Linked DNA regions of Mus musculus: region 2 is linked to region 1. A link is a contact called in public HiChIP or PLAC-seq data. All regions are on one chromosome and are shown on one strand. The core of a region is the stretch at or near the end of the contact, and the rest is flanking DNA. Distances in the headings are between cores, read along the strand shown. Region 1 overlaps Gm32311 (a long non-coding RNA gene). Region 2 has its middle 12 kb from the start of Stk17b.

Evidence for each region. HiChIP or PLAC-seq counts read pairs in DNA pulled down with a chosen protein or histone mark.
Region 2: an H3K4me3 HiChIP or PLAC-seq map of intestinal villus epithelium shows a contact between it and region 1, with 10 read pairs. The contact joins two enhancer-like sites. A contact is called at or near these places in 13 of 39 promoter capture datasets (the 3T3-L1 cell line, 3T3-L1-derived adipocytes, the HPC-7 cell line and 8 more), 1 of 15 datasets of contacts at CTCF or cohesin (the NIH/3T3 cell line), 8 of 484 Hi-C or Micro-C datasets (beige adipocytes, embryonic stem cells, megakaryocyte-erythroid progenitors and 5 more), 7 of 115 datasets of contacts at active chromatin or transcription factors (the HPC-7 cell line, embryonic stem cells, extraembryonic endoderm stem cells and 3 more) and 1 of 9 other capture datasets (adipose tissue).

Annotation. Positions count from the first base shown.
Region 1 is chr1:53,732,388-53,740,287 of GRCm38.p6, forward strand. All of the region lies in intron 4 of Gm32311 (a long non-coding RNA gene), which reads left to right. Among named protein-coding and RNA genes, the nearest start is that of Dnah7a, 30 kb to the left of the region's middle. Within about 2 kb of position 4,399, at least 6 of the 459 cell types and tissues checked have an H3K27ac peak or open chromatin away from gene starts, as enhancers often do. A contact at or near this core is called in intestinal villus epithelium, where this site is marked.
Region 2 is chr1:53,793,561-53,801,460 of GRCm38.p6, forward strand. No RefSeq gene overlaps it. Among named protein-coding and RNA genes, the nearest start is that of Stk17b, 12 kb to the left of the region's middle. Within about 2 kb of position 4,446, at least 54 of the 459 cell types and tissues checked have an H3K27ac peak or open chromatin away from gene starts, as enhancers often do. A contact at or near this core is called in intestinal villus epithelium, where this site is marked.

The DNA of each region.
Region 1 (7,900 bases), core at 3,149-5,648:
AAAAAAAAATCTTAAGGAAATAATTGTGAATATATGAAAAGATCCAACTTTAATGATAATACCTGCCTTGTCATCAGTAAAGAATAGTTTTAAGATGAAACATCCAAAAGTAAGAGGACTGGCTTAATAAAAGATGAGCTACTCACAAAATACTAGGTGATGGAATTATTGAAAATAATGCATATTAGGACACTCTGTGGCAAGAATATCCTTGCAATGTGCTAACTAAAACGTTATGGATACCTTATAGAGGTTTTAATTGAGTTTATTTTCTTGCACTTTCTATGATAAGTGCATTTTCTACTTTAATTAAAAATAATAAAGTGAAATAGAATGTTCTCAGTAAGAAATCTGTAAAACATGTTTCTTAAATATAAACTCCTAACTGCTGTTAAACAAATATGAAAATTCATCTTACCATTAATAGAATATTGTGGTTAAAGAAGACATTCTTTTAGTTTTTATCAATATAATTGCCACAGCAAATGCAGTGTTTGTTGAAGGTACTGTGAAAGCAGAGGCTCCCACTGCTTCTCTATAGACAGTTTGTATAATACACAAGTAGGGGTCACACAAAGGAAGGTGGCTAAATGTTAAGCTTGCTCCAGGGAAAGATGGCAGAATGGTCGAGATGGCAGATGGATATGGGTGAAGGAGTCATTAAAAGGACATGACAGTAGCTCTGGTATCCAGGGAGCCTGGCAGTACATCTGCTCTGTGCTGGCTATTGCTATGGACTGAATTTTTTGTCTGTCTCAGAATTCGTGGGTTGAAGTGTCTGGTGATGGCGTTTGGAATTGTGGGTCTTTGCAGGTAACAATGATAAAACTGCCATGGGATGAGAAAGACACCTGGCTCTCTACCATGTAAAGATACAACACAAAGACAATCGGTCTAAAAGTCAGGAACTGAGTTGGCTTTGGTCTTGGACATTCATCCTGCAGAACTGAGGAAAGTCAATGTTTAGCATTTAAGTCACTCAGTTTGTGACATTGTCTTGTAACAGAGTCAACTGACAAGTATGAACGTTTTACTTGACTCCATAAAGCCTTGGAGAGGACAGAATCCAGCAAGGGTTGGGCAACAGGCGAACCACTTCAAATAGCATGATGCTTTTCTTATCCTTAAAACTATGCAAATGTTAACATGGTCTTCAAAAGAGGAATGAAAACCTCCACCCAGATTCGTAAGCATTGCTGCAGCCCAGAGATGAGTTGTCTTGACACAAGGGACAACTTAGGCAAGCTCTTTGCACCATGCAAAGGGAACAGTTATCCTTCTAAGTGGTAAAATAATCCACCAAATCCACCAGCTAGAACAATGACTACCTGCAGAAAAAATACATTTACTCAAAAGGAAAACCCCTAGGATCTTGTCACCTTAGCTAGCCATTAAGACCTACACCTAGGTGCATAGCTGCATGACCCCATCACAAAATTCCTCGGCCTTGAACAAAGCAGGAAAAAAAGATTTGACTCAAAAACAAAAAACAAAACAAAAAACAAAAAAACCCAACATACCAAACCAAAACAGAAAAACCCGCAAAGCTTCATGTTTCAGATTTTAAAAAGATATAATTTAGAAAAAATGATAACTACAGACAATCCTCTGCTAAGAACAAAAACTGAAGTGAAAAAATATTTATGGACATTCCCATAATTTATGTGGAAGCTTTGAAACATCAACATCCAACAGGAAATGAAAGGCCTTCAGGAGACTGGAGGACATCGGCAGCCTGTCTTCTACCCACACCTCTGTGAACTGGAAAAAAAAAAAAAAGTCCTTATTTTTAGTAAGATTGCTATCACAATTGCAAACAGCACTTCTGGACGTGTGTCTGCAGCCCAGTGCCAGCATCTCTGTGGTGCTGTGGAGCCAAACCCACCAGAACATTCTGTTTTTCAGAAGTAGCTTTGTCTCAAAACACATTCCCACAGAGAGCAGTGAGGACTACAGTGTCTGAGGAGCGCTCGGAACAAGGGAAATCTGGGAGAAAACTCAAGGAGTCTCCAGCAAAGACATCCTTTTTAGCTCTGAGTGAATTCCTCCGAAATTAGTGGTTTGTCTTGAAATGACAGCAATTGCAAGAACTGTGGCCAAAGATCCATTGCTTGCCTGCTTCATGAGAATAGCCTCAGCCTCAGGAAAACATGGTGCAGGAAATTTTATGGCACAAAAAATGTTTTCAAAGACTTATGAGCCTCTCTTTCAAAGATACGTGAAGCAAGAAAAACAGTAAGAAAACAAAACTGGTCTTTGATCAGGATTTTGCAGATCTTGGAAAATGGATGGGGTGTTCCAACTCCACAAAGTGTTGTTTCTGAACAAGGAAATGTACCTCAGTTTTCCAAGCTGCCCTCCAAGAAGCAGCTTAAACACTTGAAGAAATGCAGTCCAAGATAAATGGCTACGGAGGAAAGATGACTTTAATTTCCTGACTTTATTTTAAGAGATATAATATAGTGTCATGAAACACCATCTCAGACTTCCCAAACCATCACAGATGTTTAAAGATAATCTATTATTTTAATTTTACAATTCTTATGCCCCCGCTGAGATGATTTTCCACCTCTCTAGTAAAACGCTTGGTTATAAAAGAAAATCTTGTTCATCATAGATAATTGTAAAGCCTGAAAAAATGTCCTCACAGTGGAATGCAGGTTATACGCCTGAAGTAGTTCCCTGGGCTTTTCTCTGTTCTGGTCTGCATGTGAAATGCCCCATGAGACCTGTACGTAAACTTGTACATTTCCTTCAGTGGTACAGCCTGCTGAACGTTGCTCATGTTCCTATAAATAATTTCACACTCATTGCACCTGAAAGAAACCCCAGTTAAAATCATCAGTTCAGTCTCCTCTAGTTGGGTGCAATGGTTTCTTTGGTCTGGGTTGAAGCTCTATCTAGGGGAAAAATTGTCTCTCCAGGAGAAGGGCACATCACAGTCTGTAATGCAGCAGTGTTCATATGTGGGGCTTTCAGAAACTGATGGGTTATAAGAGTTCTATCTTCAGTGAATTAGTCCACTGCTAGATTCATAATCCAGTGGCATTATTGGAAGGTAGAGTTCAGAAGTAGGCCTCATTGGAGGAAGTTTGCCCTAGGAGGTGTGCATTTGAGAGTCATATCCTGTCCCTAGATTCATCCTTTGTTCCCTTTTTCTGTTTTCTAAGCATCATGAGTGGAGCCAATGTCCTGTACATTCTTGTTACCATCATACTGTCTTGCCTCAGACCTAAAGCCATCTAGCCAGCTCTCCACAGGCTGAAACCACACACAAAATAAGCACTGCCCCACCCCCCCCAAGCGCGTTGAAATTGTTTCTCCCAATTATTTGTCACAGAAACAGAAAACTGGATCAGACAGTCAGCTTTCTGCTCCTGTAGGCAAAGCTCTGAGATAATCAACTTACAATTAGGGAAGGTATATTTGTGTATAGTTCAGAGTTTCAGTGTACTGTCACTTGTCCCTGTACTTGGGGTATCGGGTGACATGTGGCTGAGCAGGACTGTCCCCTTATGACAGCAAGTGGTAAGGACTGAGGAAAGGGCCAGGCCCCATGTCCCCAGTGACCTAACTGCTTTCCACTATTCTGCCACCTCCTGATAGTGTCACAGGCTGGTGACCAAGCCTTTAGCTGGATTGTGAGGGCACTCCCCAAGCATAGCATGAATGCATCTTTTCATACTTTGCTGTATGTGTTTGTAGATGCAGGTGAAACTGTATTATACATATGGAGCTTGTCCCACTGATGCGATAACCCAAGGCTGAGGAGAGCATACACCGTGTCCATTCTGAAGACAATAGTACTTTATTGCAAGAATATGTCAGAATTTGCCAAAAGGTCTCTATATTTTGTATAGTTTCACATTTTTAAGTTGCCTTGTGTTTGCAAGTGATGAGTAGATTTTCCTGCTAAACTATGAACAAACTGTATCTGAAAGGCATTAATAGACAGACAATAGATTAGTGGCTGTCACAGGCTAAGAAGGTTTACAGCAAATGTGTTTAGTAGCAAATTCTGGATTTCTCATTGGGGAGGATGTTATGTTCTGGAATTAGTGTTGTTGGTTACATAAGCCTGTGAGGAAACAAAAATATTGACACTTATTTTAAATCTTCAAGTGGATCTACTTATTACATATGAATTATACCTTCATAAAACTGTCATCGTGGTCTGAGAGGATAGTGAAGTGCCTTCTGGAAGTATTAGTGAGTTCCCCAGTCCAGAGTCCAAGCCACCATATGAACTTCCAGTTAGCAGCCTGTTCCTCTGGATCGTGGAATTCACTAAATAGCCCAACCGAATCTTCAACTCCAAGTTCAATGACAGACCTTATCTCATAAAATAAGGTACAGGGCTGGGAAATGGCTCACTGAGTAAGGTTCCTGGGATCTAGATTCCCCATAGCCTACATAGATACTGAATGGGTGTGGCAGCCTGCCTGTAATTCTACTACTAGGAAGGTAGAGCCAGGATTCCATGAAAAAGCTAGCTGCTATGGGCTAGCTCTGGGTTCAGTTGAGGGACCCAGCCTTGATGAATAAGCTAGACAGTGATCTAGGAAGATTGCTGATATTAGTCTCAAGCACTCGTACTTGCAGGCTCACACCTATACATGCCCCCAAACACAAATACGTGCACACAAACAAACAGAAGTTATTCACAGCATAGACAAATTTACTATAAGATAACAGGTGAACCATATTCAAGCAATAATTTTCCTGTCCACCAGGCAGCATTCAGTGACACATTTCTTCAGTATGGCTGAAGTTACCTTTACTGCCATTTCCAGGTAGAGTTTCTGATTGCAACTCAAAAATGCTTGAAATTTAGACAATAGAGTTAACACTGAAGCAAGCTAGAGAACAATGAGAGACATTTCAACTTAGTTCTCTGACTTTTACTATAAATCCAAAACTAATACAGAACACTCCCTATTTAGGGAATGCAATAGAGTTAATTACATTCAAAGGTTAGGTATGTCATAACAAGTTGGTTAATAATTCTATAAATGCCGTTGTTGCTAACACTTCTTTCCAGGGAGAGATGTAAAGAACATCTACCCCTCCTCCTAAGGTTTGAAAGATAAGGTGAGCCACATTTCTACCAAAGTTTTTTTCCAGGAAACCAATGAGTTCATCAGGCCTCCTTACAGAAGGGATGTGTATTCAACACAAGACACCCCAAGACTAAGTTCTCAGCACAAAGGAGATTTATTTGCCTGGGGTGGGGGGGACAAAGGCCAGGGAATAAGAGACAAAGACAGGAGACAGAGGATGAGGGAGAAAAGGAAGGCAACAAGGGAGAGAGGGAAGGGCTATTTGTCCTAGAGGAACAAAGGACTGCCTCTGGACAGAGATGAAACAGACACAGCTCATAGGCAAATGGCAGTTTATAAAGGTAAAAGGGGGACCCTCGTGTTAGGATGTTAGGATTGGGCATGTTAACTGAGGCATCCAAAAGGAGGCTTTTGATTGCTGGACTTGATACTTTGATAGCTAGACCTTGGTAATCAGCCTCAGTGGGAGAAAGTGGCCAAATAAGGGAATAGACCTTGGTGGCTAGCTTTAGGACTGTAATCTAAGAGTTGTAGCAAGGCAGATGGGATAGAGGAGAAAGGCAAGATCTGCCAGAGCCATGTTTACCATGCTCAGGCTGGCTAGAGTCTCTTCAGACGCTCCCCACAAAAAAAGCCACAGTAGAAAGTCTTTACCAGCACTGGTAACTTTCCTATTGACACCCACATAGAGCTCTTGCCATAGTCTTATGTAGTCTAGCCCCTCCAAGGTCAATGTAATTAACCTAGCCTGGTATATAACAGGTGGTAAGGAGAGGGTCTCAAGATGCTCCCCAGCCCGCTATGTGGGCATGAAAATAGCTAACAAGCTAGAGTAATCTTTAACTTTCCACATGTATTTTGACAGCTCACACATATTGTGCAGTGACATAACAGAGATGGGGAGAGGGTTGCAGAGAGAGTGGTAAGGCTGTGTGAGAGTGTGCGAGATCTCCAATGCTTCTGTGGCCACGTTTGGAGAAAGGTCACCTGTTTCTGGGGAATAGCTTACATTTAGTCATTTTCACTTTTATATGAATATACCTTAGTCTATCAAGGGATTTTCCTAACAAGGAAAGAACTGGCTGCTAAGACTTCATGAATAGGGAAGGTTGCTTGGAGAGCAACAGAGAAAGACACTTCATGTACCAGCAGCCCTTCCATGTCAGCACATACCCCACACACCCAGTGAATGGCCTTTCTTCTCTGGATGGGAATGGCAGATGTTCCATGAGAATATAGCTTCTCATAGTTCCTCCAATCACTTCCTTCCACTCTGTCTCCCACCTTGTGGAATCCTATTGAAGAGTATACGACTAAAATTCAGGCCTGAACTCTTTCCTGCTCAATTCTTCCTTAATCTGAGCTCATCATCTTGTTCTCCTGCAGACAACACCTATATTTATCTATTTGTGCTTTCTAAACCATGTTTTTAAAAGCCAGCAACCCAACAACACAAGACAAACTGAACTGTCTTGTCCATAACCTGCTCCTCCTTTTTTGTACTCTGTGTTACTAAATTGACAAGCATACAAACTCACTTTAAAAAGAAATGCTAAACATGATCCTGAACACGTTTCCTCCATAGGGCACACCCAACTAACTAGGAGACTTTATCAGTTCAGTCTATCAAATTTTGTTGGAATCCATCATTTTCTCTCAGCCCCACATCCCCATCTTCTTGCCAGGATCGGAACCATGTTCCTACATGGCATTTCTTAGATTTGATCTTTATCAACAAGTCCTCCACAATATGCCCATAAGAAGATCTCTAAAACATGAAATATGATTATGTCAAAACCAACCTTAAAACTCTAGGAAGAAGAGCTCCTTGTCCCTGAGGGAAAAACTAAGCTTGAGTTGATTCCTGCCCATACCACTCTCTTCTCCCCTTACCACCTCTCAGTTCCTCGGATGAGTCGGGCATTCCTTGCCTCAGAGCAAATGCTGTTCGCCCCTCCTGGAGGACTTCTTCCAATGAGAACCATGCTTATCAGATACTTTTCACACATTGTGATTAAAGAAGACCAACACTAATCAATCTCTGATTCAAGCGTAGCAAGTCACATGTAGATAGAAGCAGCCAGTACAATACCTATTTGTGTACAGTAAAGATGGATAATATAGAGACATGTGCACAGCTCTAACACCACATTGTGTACTACAACACATGTTGCAATGTAGAATATTATGCTACAGATTTCATTGACTTTGTGAATGTTTTCAGTTTTCAATCACGCAAAAATTAAAATTTATCTATTTTCAAAGAGTGATTAGCCTCCACACTTGCTATAGTTTTAAAATGATTCCTGGAAAATTTAGTTCCAGTTTAGTATGATCAAAGGGCAAAGAGCATACAACAAACGTCTTTTTAAAATGTATTGTTTCGTATACTTACAAGGCAGGAAGAAAGAAAGTCTAGGAGGTGGGAGGATGGCAGGAAGATGTGCATTAGTAGTCAGGAAAATCTGGGTGCTGGTGAATCCCAGGATCTGCTCATTAGATAACCTTGGAAGGTCACCTAACTGAGTCTCTGCTCCCTCAACCTTCCCAAGGAGAGTGGCATTTCATTTGCAGATTGGACATGTAAGTTCATGAAACAGCACAACTACAGGAGCCACATCTAACTCCTGACTCATGGCATACTTTAGTTTTCTTACCTTTATGTATTACATATCTCAGAACACAGACAATACTTTTCACATAGACATACAAACACCCATTCAGTAACAACACATGTTGTAAAGAGAGTTCAGAATGAGGCTGACTATTTACATCCAATATTGTGGGGTTGTTTGTCATGTTTGTTCAGGAATACTGGAGCAACGCCAAAGTAATTAAAT
Region 2 (7,900 bases), core at 3,196-5,695, 61 kb after region 1:
GGGTGTTTAACTCTCCTTGGTGTTGTGAATAGAGCTGGCCATACAGTGCTCTTCTAATAGGTGCAAAACCCTAGGTTTCATCTCCACCACTGCAAATAAATAATTCACAAGGATCCCTGGAGTCCCTGCTTTTCTCATACTCTGACACCTCATACCTACCTTTCTCAGATTGTTTCATTATTAAAATAATGTTGCAACTATATAAAAAGGCCAGAAATAGGGGTTAGAATATTCCCTGTGGCAGTGGAATAGACACATAAGTATGAATTCATAGTTATCCATGTAAATAGATGTTCACCTCTATAAATGTTTGTTGATAGGCACAAACCAATGGGTTACTATGCACATTTCTTTCCTTGGACTGTCAGCTAAACAATGCTAAAAATAATACACCCAAGAAGAAATAGCTTTCAGAACTTGGCTTCTAATTCTGTTCTCCAGTAGTAAGAGCCAAAGCTCATGATGAGTGTGGCTAGTTCTGTACAGTGGACAGGGGGAACTGGATAAAACTGAGTTATTGTAGAGTCTAAGAAGGACATATAGACAAACAAGAGCCATCCCATAATAGTGGGGTGTGTTCAAGGCACCTGTGAGCTAAGGGAAAGCGTTCTAGGTGGCAGAAGCTGAGGAAATTTAGGTAACTGACCATGTATAAGATACAATTCTGTGCATTGATACTAATATAAATGAACAAGTGAGTCAATAAATGGGAAAAGAGAAAGAGTATCTTCCAGGCAGAATTATAAGTGACATATGTAGATATTCTAGTTCCAGGATGGTGGAATGTAACTTTTTAGCTATGACTTGTCTGGGACTTTCTTCCAGACATACATGATGGAAGAGAAGTCAGTACAGCAGTAACAGTGGAGAAAACTGATAACAGCACTTCAGGTTGGGCAAGTGATCAAGGTCAAGAACACCTGTGAAGTCATAGTGATAACCTGTGTCCCTTATTGCATAATGACAATGATTCCTCGCCTCTACAACCTTCCACCTGAAAATCCACAGCCCTTACTGGTGAGTGAGTGTTTTGTAATATACCTGTGTGGTGATTCTCAGAATAGTTAAAGACACCAAAAGCAGGGGACATCCGAGAAGTGGTCACTGGCATGGAAAGTCTGAGGAGCTGACTCAATGACATTCTGCATGGGATCCTGGAGTGGGAAAATGAGATTGGGACAACAAGGGAACCTGATTAAACAGTATGCTGTAGTTAATAACCATGAATCTGTGTGATAAATACACCCTACCACAAGAGAACTTGGTCCAAAACATCAGAACCTTTATACTTCGTTTGCAATAATTCTAGAAATCTGTAACTCTAAAATTGCTGTAATTTCAAAATATCTCGTATACCATTTCTTAAGACATGCAAATATAAGAACTATAGAATCAGAAATTAAAGATGGAAGTAACCGAGCTCTAAGATTAAAGGAAAGAGTGGAAAAGCTCAATCAAATAACCAGTAGGGCAGCTTTTGGGTTTGCTACTTGATCATGTTAATAACTTGGTGGACACTCAATCCTGTCCACCTCTGTTAAAAGACATAGGACAGGAATGAAGAAAGATGTTCAAACAGTTGTGTGTGCTTCAATATAGTAGACCTCATCTAATTTCAGTCACAAAATGCACCTTTCAACTAGCAGCTTTAGAACTAGGAGGAGACACAGGACCTTTTCAGAGACACCGATATCAAAGTTGCTTTCATAATGATGCTAAGATAATGATCTCTTCTTATTCTTAGTCGCTCAGCATACTGTGGCGCTTCCAGAGACTGCAGAATATGCGATGTAGTAACTTAACACGATGTACCCACAAAAGACCACTGCTCTCTGTGAAGCCCTTTGCTTATAACCACCTTCTTTTGGATCATACAGCTATTTTCATACCTTACTTGTGCTAATACTTAACAGTTATTTTAAGTGAGTTGTTAAATATTTTTAAATATATCTTTTAATTTTTACATGGTAAGCATTGATAAATATAACATATATCTTCTTTGAGATAGACTCTTTGAGATAGTCACTGTTGAAAGAAGCAAGTCTGAGGATCAAAATGATTGAAAACTTCTGCACTCTAGTTACAGTGATCAGGTTGTTCTTTTGGGAGAACCCAGCCTGTGTTTAGAGAATCCTTCACCCATTGAGCCGAAATGAAAGTGGTAGTGACAGAGCCAATCCCCACCTCCCCTGAGTCGAGCAACCTTAGGCTTGACCAGCCACGTGGACTCATTTGACCTTTGTATCTGGGACTACTAAAGTAGGGCCATGAGCAACTCTGAGAAGGCAGGAGGAGTAGCTGAGGCATCAGATCCTAGAGGCAAAGGTTCTCAAGCCACCATCTGTGTCCACCATGAATGGCATCAGTGATACAGCTGCAGCTTGTAGTTCCGAGTTTGGCAGAAGTAGCACTTACAATTTCTGCAAGCAAGACTTTGGATATTGTTTGTAGCTATTCTCCCCAACTGTGGCTCTCCTGATCGAGTACTGTGGCTCCCCATTCCAGTACTTTTAAATTTCCACTCATCCAGAGATGTTCAAGTATTGTGATTAAGAGCGTGGACTGATCCTACAAACAACAGTAATTACCAATCTTGACTGATCTCTTTTATATCAATCAGTCTTTCTGCAATTCTATAAGTAAACCTTTAATAAAACAAACAAACAAACAAACAAAAAAGAAACAAACAAAAAACCCTGTTTAAGCAAATTAAAACATTTACATTCTCAAGAGTTGAAAAAAATGCTGGTATTCTATCCAGCAGTAAACTTTTAGCCAGGCTTTGGAACTATGATCCAACTTTCATCCTGCAGAGAGAACGGTTTTCATTGTGTGACTTCTCAGTTGTAAATGAGCAAGAGGCTCTGAGGAGAAGACCTGGTGACGCCGCCGAGCCATGTGCGTACTTTGTTAGAAATCATTTCAAGCACCTCCAGGTTTCCTGGGCCAATCAAAACAGAGATGTCCTAATGTGAGAGAATCTCATTTTATAGAGTGCTTAAGAGCACCATGAAAACCATACTAGATTTCAAATGTAGCTAATTATCCAGGAAGGATTCAAGACCCGGCTCCTACTAGGTTTCTTTCTTGTTACTATTTAATATAATGTATACAATATAATGTTTGAGCTGCTAGGGCCTGGAATGGTTCTGCCTTCTTTGATTGTGCAAATATATTTTAAAGTTTCTCTTTTTAATTCAGATTACCTTCCTGCTAAACTTGAAGAGTGAAGAGTGTGTGAGATGGTTAAGTCTTTCATCTGTTTCCATCTCATCCTAACTTGGATAGTCAGGGATTAAAATTAATTTTGACTACACATGGCATCCTCTGTCATAAGTAGAACTACTGCTTGAAACTGAACTAGTCCTGCAAACTCAAGTCGCTTTTAAGTCTTGAAATAATTCAGAGATAGCATAAGCATGGGCGCAAACACTGCTTATTCTCACTTGGCGCGCTGTGATTGTTAGGTTTGATGTTGGGGGGCATCCCTGTGTTCTCAGAAGACAGGCTTGTATACAGGACACTACACAACAGAAAGAGAGAAACCAGCATAAGTGAGCTTGAAAACAAGTTGACATATTTAAAAGCAGGCTTTTATAATGGCCAGTGATAACCTCTTCCTGCAAACTTAGGTTATAGGCGCATCTAACTAAATGTGTGCACTCTGGGCCTTCTTATCTCTACGTACTTGAAGCTACACAGGCGTAAGATCACTTGTCTTTACCTCTTCCTGTCTCTCACCCAGGATGTCTGCCTTTCTTCTCTGCCCACTAAAGAATAGGAAACGGCAGAAATAAATAGATAACGATTTTTGGTCTGTTCCTATTACTTTTGTGAGCATTGTTCAGTTTAACCTAGGCAACATCATACATATATTTTTCAGTGCTATACAAATGATCAGAATAGGCTTATTTGGTTAGAATTTAATTATCTCATCCTTCTAGCCCTTGGGTTCTCAGTGCTACTAACTGGCCTCTAAGAAGGCTGCTCTAGCAGAGTATAAATAGGCAGTACCTCTGAGACATTATCTGTTACTTATTGACCTAGAAAAATCCTCGTTGAGTAGCTGAGTCCTGACAGGGTCTAACCACTTCTAGGCCAGCCATACATGCTGAATGTGGCACAGGATATAGTATTATAGCACCTGAAATCTGTGCCACATTTTAGGGTTACTAGAGAGCCTCTGATAGCAGGGTTTGAGCAGAGCCCCTAGAATGATTGTATCCTAACATTCCACTCCACAGATGAGAAAAGAAATGAGAAAAGTGGACTGCCCATCAGAGGTGAGGGTTCTGCCTGGAGCTGAAGACTGCAGGCCCTTAGGAGTACACCTAAGGGAGGGGTAAACAGAGGTAAGATGTCTGGGCTGCTTTCCTCCCCCACTCCCATCCTTCCCTGAGTCATATTAGGAGGTCCTATGACACGTCAGCCATAGCAGACGAGAAAAGGAAAAACATAATTTGTCAGCAGATAGCAAGCAAAAGGTGTGGCTTCCTGGCTCATGTGTAGCTGTGTGTAGAAGCACAAGTCCTGAACCTTGGCCCCTTACTGATCACACGTTCTTTACTGGTCTGGCCATGCTTTCTCCCCTCTCCTGTCCCAGATCACTTGAGAGTTTGTAAGGGAGGATTTGGTAGGTCAAGAATGATCTGCCTTTGAAATAGTCATATTAAGCATAAAATAGAATTGTAAACCAGCAGCCAAGGTTAGAGGAAAAGAATCTACTTGTTCATAGAAACCAGCTTTTCTACAGTAATAAAAATACAAAAAAAAAAAAAAAAAAAAAACCAACCAAACAAACAAACAAACAAAAAAAAAACCAACCACCAACAACAAATACCACTTCTGGAATACAATGAAAAAAGTTTGCCATACTTTCTCACACAAGAGAAAATGTATATGCCATTTTATTAATTCTTGGAGCATAGGTTTGAAGTAGTCTCAGATAGGCAAATTCAGGCTCACTAACCTGTCTGAGGCTACAGAGCCAGTCAATGGAGACAGGTTTTTCATTTCAGGCTTCCAATCTCATCTCCTTAGCATTCCAGAGTACACACTAAGTATAGGTTATATGTTCTCACTTTTTCCTTCCCATTGTGTCCTATCTCCAAACTCATTATATAAAAGACATGTATTATGGAAGTGGAAACCTACTTAACTGGCTGTCTCAGGTCTAAAGGGGGAGGGGCGGAGTTGGGGGTGGGGGTGGGGAAACACCGCTGAGAAGCAGCGTGGATGTTACCTTGTTCAGTCTCCATGAGAAGATGCTCCCTGGAAGAGACTCTGCCTTTCATGTGTGCTCTGTAATTATTTGGATGTTTATGAGACTGCAATGATAGGATGCTACAGAAGCTTTGCCTCTGATCCTCCCCCTTCCATTCCCATCCTACGTGTCGCATCCTCTGAGAAGCGATTTTTTTCTCCTGTCCAGTACTGCTCCCTTTTCTTTATAGCACTTCTTAAAAAACACAATTAGTGATCACATGTACACTTCCTTATTGGCTGTCATCCTTGGGAGACTATAAATTCTCCGACGGGAGTCCTAATGTAAGCATATGACTACTTTACTCAGCAGGTTCCCAAGCCCTTATCATGAAACAAAATACCAACTCAATAAATGTTCTTTGGATGGATGGATGGATGGATGGATGGATGGATGGATGGATGGACGGACAGTTCACTTCTTGACGTTCCCAAAGGGATCTGAGGAAGTAGGTGAATTGATCGTATACTTTAGAGCAAAATGGATCACATTTTAGATTAGAGTAAGTCAATCACTGATTCCTAAAATAGGAATGAGATCTGATAGTCTCCCAAAGGCAACATGCAGGAACTATGAGACTGGCATGTTGGGGCAGAGAGGGATGGGAAGTAGCTACAAAATATTCCTCAAGCACAACACAGTGTAATACATACGTGCTGTCTTAATAGAAAGAGCTATATAGCAAACAACTAAACTGTATAACAAATGACAGAGGTTTGGGTGAGATCATGGATTAGCCTGAATAATGTGCTAAAAAACCAGGACCCTAGGTTGATCCCCAGAACCCAAATAAAAAGGCCAATATAATGACATGAACTTATAATCTCTGTGCTTGAGAAGTATATAATTCCAGCGCTTTGGGAGGCAAGCTGATCCCTGGGGCTTACTGATCAACCAGCTGAGTCTACTTGGCAAGTTCTTAGTTAGTGAGGGATACTATCTCAAAAAAAGTAGACATCCCTGAGGAATATCACTCAATATCACCTTGTAGTCTCTACGTATATGCACATGCACTCCAACACATGCATGTACCTGAACACACCACACACACACACACACACACACACACACACACATACACATGACAGCACTAGGATATAGACTTGCCAGTTATCAAAGGCCGTGCTTTTTTTTAAATTCACTTTTAGAAGATTTTTCTTTCTTACTAAATATAAAATATGTTCACATTTTAAGCATAGAGTTGATAAAGTTTAAAGATGTGTATCTTTAATTATATGAGAGCCTCATATATTTACAAGTTACACTCTACTAGGCAGTGCAGAGAATGCTCACTGTTCTACAGCCTTGCCAACCGCGGGTGTCACAGTCCTCATTCCAGCAGTCACTGTGGTGCAAGAAGGCCCTGGTTTTACAAACTTATACCTTGGTGTCTTAGCAGGCATCATGAGTCCTCAGAAGAGGAAAAGCAAGAATTCATCTGGTTTTTGGATAAAGCTGTTTGATCAACTCCGTGGTTTCTGGTTCAGGAAAAGGAGGCTCTAGTGTCTGACCATCTTGCATTGGAAGCATCAGAACCTCAGCCAAGGCTAGAATAGACTAACAGACATCAGCAGGCTCCCAGTGGCTCCCATGTGGCTTGAACATGTCACCTAGGCAAATGGATCCATTTAGATGTAAAAAGACCAGAATGCTGAGGAAGGACTTCACGAGAGAGAGAGAGAGAGAGAGAGAGAGAGAGAGAGAGAGAGAGAGAGAGAGAGAGATCAAACCCCCAGGAAAAAGATGGCCTTGTCAACAAAAGAGAATGGGTGAGGCAGTGACTGCTTCATGCAGGAAGTGAGCTATAAGACCATAGCCATTTGGGTATACTTTTGAGGAGCTATTACACCATAGATGCTCAAGTATAGTTTTGAGCAATTACTCCATGCTAGCTGGGCAGAGTGAGTCGTTCTTTTATAGAATGAAGATGGTAGGACTTTTGGGTTTCAAATAACAGAATTCAAACCCAATTTTACTAAGTTGATTAATGAAGATTAATTTACCTGAAGAATAACTATTTCTTATGAGATTTTCCTCTTCATGTGTGTGTTAAAATGTTTTTCCTTCTATGTAATAATCATAAGAGTTAGATGGTGAAATGTTCTTTTACCCATACATAAGGTCAAGGTCTTTAGCACTAGCTTATCTCCCTCTGGCCATTAGCAATCTTTTTTATTTTAAGGTATATATAATTAAGTATAAATGCACAAACAAATACACACACATATATATCATTCTACTCTACCTTAAAGATAGTTGCATCTCATGCTTTATTCACTATAGGAAGGAATTAGAATCAACCCAGTTGTCCATTGTCAGATGAATGGATAATGAAAACTTGGAATATGCATTTATATGTGTGTGTGTGTGTATGTGTGTTAATACTATTTATCTCTAAAGAAAAATAATCATTAAAATTTCAGGAACTGTATGGACTTAGACTGTATAATATTAAGTGAGACCACATAATAAACTCATGTTCTGTAGCTACTTGGTACAAATGCTAATTATGTTCCCCCCAAATTGCTTACATGAGAGTATCTGCAGGTGTAGCTTCTGAGAACCTGCCCCCAATTGGTTCTGATTGCTAACTAAAGATGCCAACAGCCAATAATAGTTGGGGATGACAGACAGAGG